Regions from separate parts of the Mus musculus genome. Here all the other regions are linked to region 3. The links are chromatin contacts, called in public Hi-C maps. All regions are on one chromosome and are shown on one strand. Each heading gives the region's core, a stretch centred on a gene start, on an enhancer-like site or on the middle of the called end of the contact. The rest is flanking DNA. Distances are from core to core; before and after follow the strand shown. Region 1 holds the start of Fam50b (family with sequence similarity 50, member B). Region 2 has its middle 44 kb from the start of Gm40909. Region 3 overlaps Slc22a23 (solute carrier family 22, member 23).

Region 1 (3,716 bases), core at 1,043-3,542, 440 kb before region 3:
TTGATGACTTGTGAGTTTTATATATAAGATAAGTGGTATTCTATTTTCAATCATTTGTTTCTTCACATATTCTATATGGGATTGGTTTCTGAACATGCTGTGAATGATCTAGTTTTTTTTTTCCTAAAAGAAGATAGTAAATCAAAACAACCATTTAGAATAATATCTTAACCTGTTCCATGGCCCATCACTATTCTTGCTACCAATGAGTAATAGAAAAATTAGCAAACAGGAATGACTTATAGGCCTATAACTTATACAGTCTATTTGCACTCTAGCAGTTGAGAACCTTTCTACAGTCAGGAAGAGCCTGCCTCAAATTGGCTTCAAAACTAAATAAATGACTAATAATGCACTTATCAGAAGCTATGTGAGGTCATGCGAACTATACAGGAGCTTGATTTAGAAGTTCAGCAATCTCCCTCCTTTCTGTTTCACCTTCAGCTTGCGTTCATGAGCCATAAGATGAGTAGAGCTGTTTCTAGAGGCTAGATGCTGTCTTCTCTGGTTCCTTAAGCTTTTGGCCCCAGATTTCCTGATTGGTTTCTCCTTGCTTTGCCCACTAATTGTGGACAGGTTGCGGTTAAAAATGGTAAATTGTCCTTTCAGGTAAGTCAATCAGGGTCTGCCCTTGAGCTGGGCAGGTGGAATCAAAATCATAGCATACATGAAAGAAAAGCATTTTGATCACTCATAATACAGGGAAGATGGAATTGGAACCTTTTGTTTTCTCTGAAGATAAGATCACAAAAGCATTACCTTATAAAGAGACAATGACATCGTAGTGTCAATAGACTGTATTTCAGTCAGTCAGCTTTCCGATACTGTAACAACATGCCTGAGATGAGAGCTTATGTGGGGAGTGAGGTTACTTTGACTCATATTTCTGAGAGCTTCACCTTATGGTCAATTGACCTCACTGTTTGGAGGCTGTAGTGAAGCAGTATGTCATAGCAGGAGTGCATAGCAGAGGAAGCTATGACAGGACAGCCAGGAAGCAGAGAGAAAGAGAAGGGCACCAGTGTCTCACAGTCCCCATTAGGTCCCACAACTTCAACATTCTACTGCAATCTAGAAGTGTCAATCTGGGACCAACACATTCCACTCCAAGTCTAGAGGACAGAAATGCTAGATACTATAGGAACTCTGGGGAGCCCTCTGAAATAAATTCCAGCACCATGGGATGAAGAAAGCATTTATCTAAGTCCTCCTTCCTAGTCTCTGTGGCTGATAGTCACTCTGGGTATCAACAGTTCTATATGTCAAGTTTACTGCCTCTGCATTGGAGTAGTCAGAGAGAGGGGGGGGAGAGGGAGAGAGAGAGGGAGAGAGAGAGAGAGGGAGGGAGAGAGGGAGAGAGAGAGAGGAAAGAGGGAGAGAGAGAGGGGGAGGGAGGGAGGGAGGGAGAGAGAGAGAGAGGGGGGGGGGAGAGAGAGAGAACAGACATCCTCAGGTACCCAGCATGAAGACACTTGGCTATAACCACCTACTGCTGCAGTGGCAGAAAAGAGGAGTTCAGAGCAATCTAGCAGAGACAAGAAGCCTTCAGTATGCTTTCAGTACTATAAGCTAACAGTATCAGACCTGAGTTAAGGAGGTGAGACTCATGTAATGGTTAATCTTGTCAACTAACAGGATTTGGAACCTTAGGATACACAGCTCTTGGCATGTTGTCTGGTGGGAGTATTTTCAGAAAGATTTAACTGAGGAAAGACAAACCATCTTGAACATGGCCTTACCATGCCCATGGGCGTGAGTCTCAGACCTAGTAGAAAGGAGAAATAGGGAAAGGCAGATGAACGCAGTCCTTATCTTGCTCGGCTTTCTGACTACAGAAACAACATGACTCCGTGCTTCTGCCAACTTGCTGTCAGGATTAAATGTGAGTCAAACAGTCAATCAAAATAAACCCTTTCCTCCTCCTTAGGTTGCTTTTGACACAGCAGTGAAAAGCAACCAATAGAGAGAACAAGCCCCAATTTCTATTTTCCTAGTGCATATGTCATAGCCCTTTAAGGCATCTTCCTCCTTCCTGCTAGTTTGTGATTCCTAAATTACAATAAAAATGTTGATATTATGTCACCGATAGGGCTCATTAGTCTCCCCTGCTTGCAGGATAATGGACAAATTCCTTTCCTCTAACATTCAACTCCCTTCACAATTGGTTTTACTCGAGTTTAAAGAGCTGTACCTCCCACATCTGCCCCAGCTGGATTCAAGCCAGTCCCCTCACCTTTTGATGTATGAGCCAAGACTCTTCCTTCTGGTGCTTTTGCGAATATTGTTTGTTCTAACTGACACAGAAAATATGCAAAACATTGGCCAACTGCTAGGGCAGGCTCTAACCAATCAGGACAGAGATTGGGCCAATCAGGTGGTGGTCATGTATAACTGCCGACTTGGACTGACTGATGGATGCAGTCCTGCTGCCAGCGTCTGATCTCCTGACAACTGAAATGCAATCCTCCCATGAAGTTTTCCTGGACTGTCGTTGCTCACTTGGGCCTTTGATTATTACAGATTAAATTTTTGTGTGTAGGTTGTTACTAAAGAGTTTACGTGATACACTAGTCTGAAAGTATTGGCACTCTCCAGACAGCATGATTTTATTGCCTTTTCATACAATAACTCATTAGTGATCTTAGCTACAGAGGAGACAGAAAGCTCTGACTCCATTTTGCATGTGGTATAGTATGGTTGATCAGAATAACTTTCAGGTTTTAGAAAAGCTTTTTAATTTCAAAATTTTATAAGGATATAAAATGATAGAACTTTATTCCTCAATAAATAAATAAATAGAAAAAAAAAGAGAAAATATTTCAGAGCTCACAACTTCAGTGTGGTGTTGTCTTAAAACTATTGAATATGGGGAAACTCTACAAAAGCCCTCTAACTGGGGCAAGAAACCTAGTAATTTCTTTCATGTGTGAGCTACTCAATTTCAAGGGATTTCAAATTTCTATGAAATGTTCTTCTTTGTTTGTTTGCTGTGTTTTTGTTTTTGTTTTTGAGACAGAGTCTTCCTATGCAGCCCAGGCTAGCCTCTAACTTCCAATCTTCCTGCCTCAGCCTCCATTAGCAGTGGATATGCTACACCATGACTCAATTCTTTAAAGTGCTCTTTAAATAGCTGTTGGATACATTCCTGGAAGCCACCCAATACCACAATGACTAACAACATTTTAATCTTGACACTCCTACTGAGGGGTCTTGCCCTCGAATCTCTTAGTCTCTGTCCCCTGAGTCTGCTTGGTGAGCTGGTTATATTCACAGGAAGGCTTACTAATTGCCATGTTCTTTCCTGGGCTATTTCTCTTTTCAGTCTGATGCCCACTGTAAAATGTCCAGCCCAGCAGCTATGTCCTGCGCTGCAATCATAATAGCCAGACATGAGCATGTTTGCCTCCATTTGATCGAGCTTCTGATGGTTGTTAGGCATCCATCTGGTAAGGGATAATTTTGGGAAAAGCCGTTGTATTTTCCTTCTGGGTGATGAGACTAAAACTAAGCTATCTAAGAGTGGGGCATTTGTGTAGTATAGGTTCTTCTCCATGTGGTATGGAGCAGTATGCCTCTTTGCTGTAGCAGCACGGGCCCCGTTCTGCTATTGGTTGATAAGACATGATACTCAGACTGAGCAAGTTGCCTTAGGGGAAAGTAAGGGAAATCCATGGGATCGATCCTGGTAGCACTGTCTTATGGGCTGATATATTTCC
Region 2 (3,564 bases), core at 491-2,990, 260 kb before region 3:
ATGTAAGATACAATTTGCTAAATGCATGAAACTCAAGAAGAACGAAGACCAAAGTGTGGACACTTTGCCCCTTCCTAGAAGTGGGAACAAAACACCCATGAAAGGAGTTATAGAGACAAAGTTTGGAGCTGTGACGAAAGGATGGACCATCTAGAGACTGCCATACCTGGGGATCCATCCCATAATCAGCTTCCAAACGCTGACACCATTGCATACACCAGCAAGATTTTGCTGAAAGGACCCAGATATAATATAGCTGTCTCTTGTGAGGCTATGCCGGGGCCTAGCAAACACAGAAGTGGATGCTCACAGTCAGCTATTGGATGGATCACAGGGCCCCCAATGGAGGAGCTAGAGAAAGTACCCAAGGAGCTAAAGGGAACTGCAACCCTATAGGTGGAACAACAATAGGAACTAACCAGTACCCCAGAGCTCTTGACTCTAGCTGCATATGTATCGAAAGATGGCCTAGTCGGCCATCACTGGAAAGAGAGGCCCATTGGACTTGCAAACTTTATATGCCCCAGTACAGGGGAACGCCAGGGCCAAAAAGTGGGAGTGGGTGGGTAGGGGAGTTGGGGGGAGGGTATGGGGACTTTTGGGATAGCATTGGAAATGTAAATGAGGAAAATACCTAATAAAAATATTAAAAAAGAAAATAATATTACAAGAAATTATCCAATTAATAAAAAGAAATGCATAAAAAACACAGAGTGCAATATACTAAAATTATTATTGAAAACACAACTACCAAAAATTCAGCTTCTTCAGAGAATTGATTCATAAGAGAGAATCTGTATCATAGGTGTGCTTTGAAAGGATGGGAGAGAATGAAAGCCAGGAACATTCAACTAGGAAGAACCGCTGTAATTTCAGTAGAAGACTTCTGGCCTGGGATTGACTATATGCTGTGCCATAAGAACCAAGGAGGCTGTGAAGTCACATAATGCAAGATGGGCAAGCACTATCAGAAACATCTTGGGTTCGTTGTGTTAGTTGACTTGGAACTAATTTTCACTGTTGCACATTCAGAAACCTTTTACTATTGCTGTTTCCCTCCCCTGCCTTCTGTTATGCAACCACATGTAAGGCTGGACCCTGCCTATCCCAAGAAAGCGTCTTTGGTATTCAGATTCCTGATGGAAGGCATGACAATTCTGTATTCTGTAGCTTGATCATCACTGTCAGCTAAGGGCTAAGAGCAGAGAGCAAGGGAAACAACTGAGAACAAAAAGACCCGCCACATTTTGTTTTAGACCTCTGCAAGATCTGCAAACATTGCTGGTAAGTTTGCGTACATTTCCAGATGTCTGATAGGAAAGGAATCTTCTTGATCTTCTGCCCTGAGTAAATATTATCTGTGTAAACAGCTGTCTGTGCTACACAGACACACGATTGCATTAGGATGGGAGGGAGAGGCCCTGGAAGGTTGGCTGGTCTTGAAGATCGAACTTTTCTCTCTATCTAAAGCAAAGATCTCCAACTCCTTCCCAAAGGGAATGTTAGTTTTAAAGTCACCCACAAGGATTCTGCCTTGCATGCTTTGATGGAGGAAATAAAATTTGTGGACTGAAACACTCACTTTCCTGATATCAAATAAAATGGAGTTTCTCCAACAAGCACTGAATTGATTTTTTTTTTTTTTTTTTTTTTTTTTTTGGTCCAGGAGATAAGATAAATGTGTCTCAGGTTTTGTAACCACTGTTTGACAAGATTTGTAAGACCAACCACAGCTGTCACATGCCAATAGGGGAAGAAACCTGAGGATACATTTGTATGCGTCATATCCCAGGGAGTCAGATACAGTCTTGGAAAAGTGCATTTAACTGTGCACTTTTTAAGTATCAAAGCATTTTCATTTTCTTTTCAGCCTCTGGAAGGCTATGTTTTTGTCATAAATTCAGTATAAGGCAGAGGTAGAATGGCCACAAAACAGAACCACAAATGAACCATTTGAGTAGGGAGATGAACCAAGTTTCTATTCATTTCTAAATTATCATAATTATCAACTTGACACACTAGGGAAGGGGGAAACTCAACTGAAGAATTGTCTCCTTCAGGGTTAGCTTTGGGTACATCTGAGAGGCGTTTTGTTGGTTGTTCATTGATGTGGGAGAGCCCAGCCCACTATATGTGGTGCCATTTGTGGGCAGGTGAGCCTGAGTTGTGTAAGAAAGCAGGCTAAGCAAGCCATGAGAATCTAGCCAGTAAGCAGTGTTCCTCCAGGGTCTCTGCTTCAGTTCCTGCTTCCAGACTCCTGCCTTGAATTCCTGCTTTAGCTTTCCCCCATGGTAGACAGTAACCTGTAAGTTAATTAAGCCCTTTCTTCTCCAAGTTGCTTTTGGCCAGTGTTTTATCACAGAAACAGAAAGCAAACAAGGATACCATAAAACTACTCAGACAGGGAGCTAGGCTGTGGGATAAGCCAGAATTCAATGCTCTTGCCGAGGGCTACAATTATATCTTCTGTATTTCTCTGTATCATACCAACTACAGAACTAGTCAATGATGCTTGTTGAAAGCATTCTTGTTTTCACATCTAGTCTGCCTCACAAGTTTCTATAGTACAGTTGAGCTTTACTACATGGAGAGTGTAGTTCAGGGGTAGAGTGCTTCACCAGCGCTTGAGAGACCCTCAATTTAATCTCCTACATTGGGTAGGAGGCAGCCAATGACCCATAGCCAGTGAGTAGCTTGTATTGGATGAATGAGGACGTGTAGCTCAAGGGATATGATTCTTTATAGAAGACTTCTTTATAAGTTACCTAGGCAGGGTTTATGAACATATGTGGAGAACTGGCCCATTGTGCATGATTGCCAGAAGCAAAATGTATTGCTTGCCTATCGTAGTGGCAAGGGACCAGACAATACGAAGGAAAGATTTATTTTGGTTCAGTTCATCATGAAAGTGGCAAAGCAGAGCATCTCCATAGTGTTGGGCGAGTGAGATGGAGCCCCTCACATGGCAGCTGGACAAGGAAATAGAAAGCTCAGGCTGGAGCCTTCAAGCCCTGCCGACCATGACAAGGTCCTGTCAGCTAAGCCATATATCCTGAAGGTTCCAAAACCTCCCAAAGCAGTGCTATCAGTTGGGAACCAAATGTTCAAACACATGAGCCGGTAGGTAATATTTTATATTCATTTGGCCAATGTTATTCTATCTCCAGTCCACATGGGTTCATTGCCATCTCATGATGAAAATCACATTAATTTCTATTTTAAAATAGCCCGCAAGTCTTAACACTACTGAACACTCCAAAGTTCAAAGTGTCTTCTAAGAATTCAGTCTCTTAGCTGTGAGTCCCAGTGAGGGGTAAAAGAAATTCTAACACACAAGAGCACCAAGTAAACATTCTCATTCTGAAAGACAGGAATGGGGTCCAGGAAATATTTGACCAAAGCAAGAGTATAACCCAGAAGAACAAACATTAAAGCCAGAGCAAAGTGAAAGTGGTGGCATCTCCTGAACTCCAACAGACTTAGGTAGCCCTGTTCCCAGGGACCTGCCATCTGCAGCACACATGAATTCTCTTTTGAGCCAGTGTCACTCAGGGCCTGTAGGTT
Region 3 (3,513 bases), core at 507-3,006:
TGGAGTGGCTACAAAGGCCAGCTGAGACAAGGTGAAGTGACTGGGTGGGATTAATGGTTAACAGTTTGTCTTTCTGTGGTCTAAGCCCTTGCTTTCCTGTCAACAGCCTGGCCTCACCTGCCCCATCTGCATTTTCCTTCCTCACTGGACATTTACTGGTTTAGGAAAATCTTGGGATCCTGTTATACCCTCCAGGATTCCCTGTTCTCACCTGCAAAGACAGGACAGGACAGAACAGGACAGGGCAGGGCAGGACAGGACAGGGCAGGACACAGAGATGAGGCTGAAATTCCTAGAAAGAGTTTGGGATTATAAGAAAGTAATGTGGGACAAACTCTCAGACAACAACCCCTAGCCCCCACCCTAGAATGAAAGTAAAATAATGGAATAAATCAATCCCTTTGAAAACAAATAAAGAGTTCCAGGCTTCTTGAAAACATTCAAACATATACGGGGAAAGTGAGACCATACCTGGTTTGCCAAGTTTAACTGTTAATGAAATTAAATCATTCATTTGCCTGAGAAGAGAGGCATACACTTTAAATTATATAATGCCATAGAACTGCTCTGTTAATGACTCTTATTCAAATCACTGTGCCATGTCAGATTTGTTCTATTTCAAATAATTCTTTTTTTTGGCAACTCACGTAAAAGCTACTTCTTCCTTTATTCCTTCCTTGTTAAACATTTGAGGGCCAGGGAAATAGTAACTTGTCAATTTGGGTATATATTAAACCCTAGGCACCATTAGGCTCTGAGGTTGTATAGGCACACAATTTCCTGTCTCCCAGGACACTCAGAGTTTAAGAAGGGAAGATCAGGAATGTATTCTGATTGCACTAAGAGCATTAGCACCAGAAAGAAACTCGTGAGCTTTGGCTTTCGTGTTCATTATCTAATGAAGGTTCTTAAAGACCAGAGGAGCCTAGTGCCTTCTGGATACTGTGGATCATTAGAGTTTGGCTGGAGCCTACTGTGTTTTGGATACCGAAGGTCATTAGAACCTGTCTGGAGTCTGGATCATGACTAGCAAAACCTGAGAAGTAGTCTGGGGCACCACACAAAAATTCTGTCCTCCATGAACTTAGGATAGCAAGTCAATAAAGTAGCCCAAGCAAGAGAGGAAACCCTTTCAATGTTTGATTTAGAGGAATCACTCAGGTTGCAGATGTAAGCAGGCCAACATTGCAGGCCAAGCTAGGAACTGGGAGCCTGCTGCAGTATCTGTGTAAGGAAGAGGAGGTAAATCAAGGCCAGGGCTTGGGCAAGGTGGAATCTGAAGTCTGAGAAGAACACAGAAAGATGAGCACATATCTGCTTGTACCTGGATAGATGTGTGCATGGGTATGCATACATGCATATGTGTTTTCCCACAAAGTGTGAGAGATTCAAAATTTGATTCCAAGTCCTACTGAGTTTGGAGCTACTGACCACTCTTTCTCTTTTGGAGTGTGAGAAGAGAAGATGATGGCTTGTGTTTTAGGAAGGTGGTTCCCTAAGAGCATCTTCCAGGTTTGTTTTAGTAAGTGCTTCACAATTCAGAGTCTCAGCAACAAGGAATGTGGGTCCTCAGCATAAAGTAGGAGCTGAAGGCTGTGAACATAGTTGAGATCACCTAGGGACCAGAGTGTGGGGGAGTCATGGGTGCAGGTGAAGAACTGGTTGAGCAAGCCAGGAAGGAATGCCCTCAGAAGCTACTGGTGAGTCAGATAAGCTGGTAAACAGGGAGGCAAGGAAGGGGCAGCATGTTTTCCAATGATGCAAGACACGGAACAGTGTCCTTTGGATGAAGCAATAAATGCCTGGTATGTCAGGGGTAACTGTGGCAAAGGCAGCTTTAATTCAGTTTAGTGATTTAATGTGAAATACTTTAAGCATAGGGTGTAATTCCTGTCAGCCTCAGAATATTACCTTGTTCTTGTGTCGTATGTCTTGCTAAGTAGCTTACAATCCTTTTCAACTTTTGCAAAACATATATATATATATATATATCTCAAAAGTTTTACCACTTCAACCATTCTTAAGAGTCATAATTTATACTTAATGTGACTCATCCACATCTTTGTACAGAAGGATAATTTTTTATATTAACCATTGTTTGTTATTATTGGGTAGAAGAAAACTGGATTATAAGGTATGTCAATAATGACTTTTCCTTCAGGTCCCTAAAGCACATTCCTATGTGCTTCCTAGACATCTAGACACATAGCCCAGGTGCAGTTGTATTTTTGGTTGATGTTGTGTTGTCCACACTCAAAGGCAATGTATGACAAATCACCATGCTCATTACCTGCTTCTCTCCTACGTGCACCCAAGGATGCACACACATGCACGACTTCTTGTAAGCAGCTCATAAAGAGCTGGATCTAGCCATCATTTGGTCCCTAACCCAAGCCTACTGCTCTCTAGTTGTCTTGAATGAGTCAGTTTTCTCACCTCTGAGAACTCATGCAGATGGTGGAGAGGATGAAGGCAGTCATCAAGATGTGTTTGTCCTTAGCTAGTGTGTGTGCACCCAGTGACAAGACAGAGAGTGACACTATTCTGCTGAAGGCAGGATTCCTCCATGGAGACAACCAGCTGCTCCTCCTCTCCCAGGACCTGTGGGTGAGGGCTTCTTTGGCTCACAGCAGGCATGGGACTCTAGGTGAGAAAAGAGACTGGGCTAAGGGGAGTCCCCAGCTTAGCAGTGCAAAGCAGGCTCACTGAGGTGTGCAGAGAGAGAGAGAGAGAGAGAGAGAGAGAGAGAGAGAGAATGAATTTGCTTTGTAATTGCCCCTTTTAGCCCCCCAAGTTTGTGTGTGTGTGTGTGTGTGTGTGTGTGTGTGTGTAAGAGGTAAGAGTTCTAACACTTTAAAATCTAGAAACATTCTCCTGGGCCAGCATAATATCACTAATCATGAACCAACTTATAAAAGTACAGAAGAAAGCAGAAGTAGCTACTTTTAAGTTTCCATATATTCAAAGCAGCTCTACTTCATTCCCTAAATTATTGATCCTTAGTGTCGTAAATATTCCAGTCATCCATTTCCTCCATATTTATTTTATTTTATTTTATTTTATTTTATTTTATTTTATTTGTGATACTGGGGATTAGGGGTGGGGTGGGGTGGGGTGTAGACCCAGGGCTTTAATTGTATCAAACCAGTGCTTTACCACTGAGCTATAGTCCTCACTTCCCTGCAACCTCCACCAGCACGTTGAATGTGTGTGTGTGTGTGTGTGTGTGTGTGTGTGTGTCTGTCTGTCTGTCTGTCTGTCTGTCTGTCTGTGTTATACAATTTCAGAGACAGGGTCTAGCTCTGTAGCTTGGAATGGGCTTTTGTTTACAGCATCCTCACCCCTCAACTGTGCAGTGCTGGGATTACAGGCATTCACCATGACTCGCTTCCTTTTCTATATTTTTAAAATATTAACTTACAAAATATGTGCCATATTTTTAAGGCAACCATTCATTATGCTTTGACCTAAAGGGTTGTCTGACTTACTAAGAGGGATGACAGTGGACGTTCT

What was found. A called contact is a pair of places that touch in the nucleus more often than the background predicts.
Region 1: a Hi-C map of liver shows a contact between it and region 3, with 3 times the contacts expected there. The contact joins the promoter of Fam50b here to the enhancer-like site in region 3. A contact is called at or near these places in 2 of 39 promoter capture datasets (both in liver), 2 of 484 Hi-C or Micro-C datasets (both in liver), 1 of 115 datasets of contacts at active chromatin or transcription factors (pancreatic cancer cells) and 1 of 9 other capture datasets (embryonic stem cells).
Region 2: a Hi-C map of liver shows a contact between it and region 3, with 4 times the contacts expected there. The contact joins two enhancer-like sites. A contact is called at or near these places in 4 of 484 Hi-C or Micro-C datasets (liver and nephron progenitors) and 2 of 115 datasets of contacts at active chromatin or transcription factors (the NIH/3T3 cell line and pancreatic cancer cells).

What each region holds. Positions count from the first base shown.
Region 1 is chr13:34,733,426-34,737,141 of GRCm38.p6, reverse strand. Fam50b (family with sequence similarity 50, member B) reads right to left here and starts at 2,292. Exons shown (of 2, transcript NM_001382856.1): 1 at 2,234-2,292.
Region 2 is chr13:34,548,492-34,552,055 of GRCm38.p6, reverse strand. No RefSeq gene overlaps it. Among named protein-coding and RNA genes, the nearest start is that of Gm40909, 44 kb to the right of the region's middle. Within about 2 kb of position 1,740, at least 4 of the 459 cell types and tissues checked have an H3K27ac peak or open chromatin away from gene starts, as enhancers often do. A contact at or near this core is called in liver, where this site is marked.
Region 3 is chr13:34,288,749-34,292,261 of GRCm38.p6, reverse strand. The region is part of intron 3 of Slc22a23 (solute carrier family 22, member 23); the gene reads left to right. Among named protein-coding and RNA genes, the nearest start is that of Slc22a23, 55 kb to the left of the region's middle. RefSeq lists an enhancer at 1,769-3,513. Within about 2 kb of position 1,756, at least 31 of the 459 cell types and tissues checked have an H3K27ac peak or open chromatin away from gene starts, as enhancers often do. A contact at or near this core is called in liver, where this site is marked.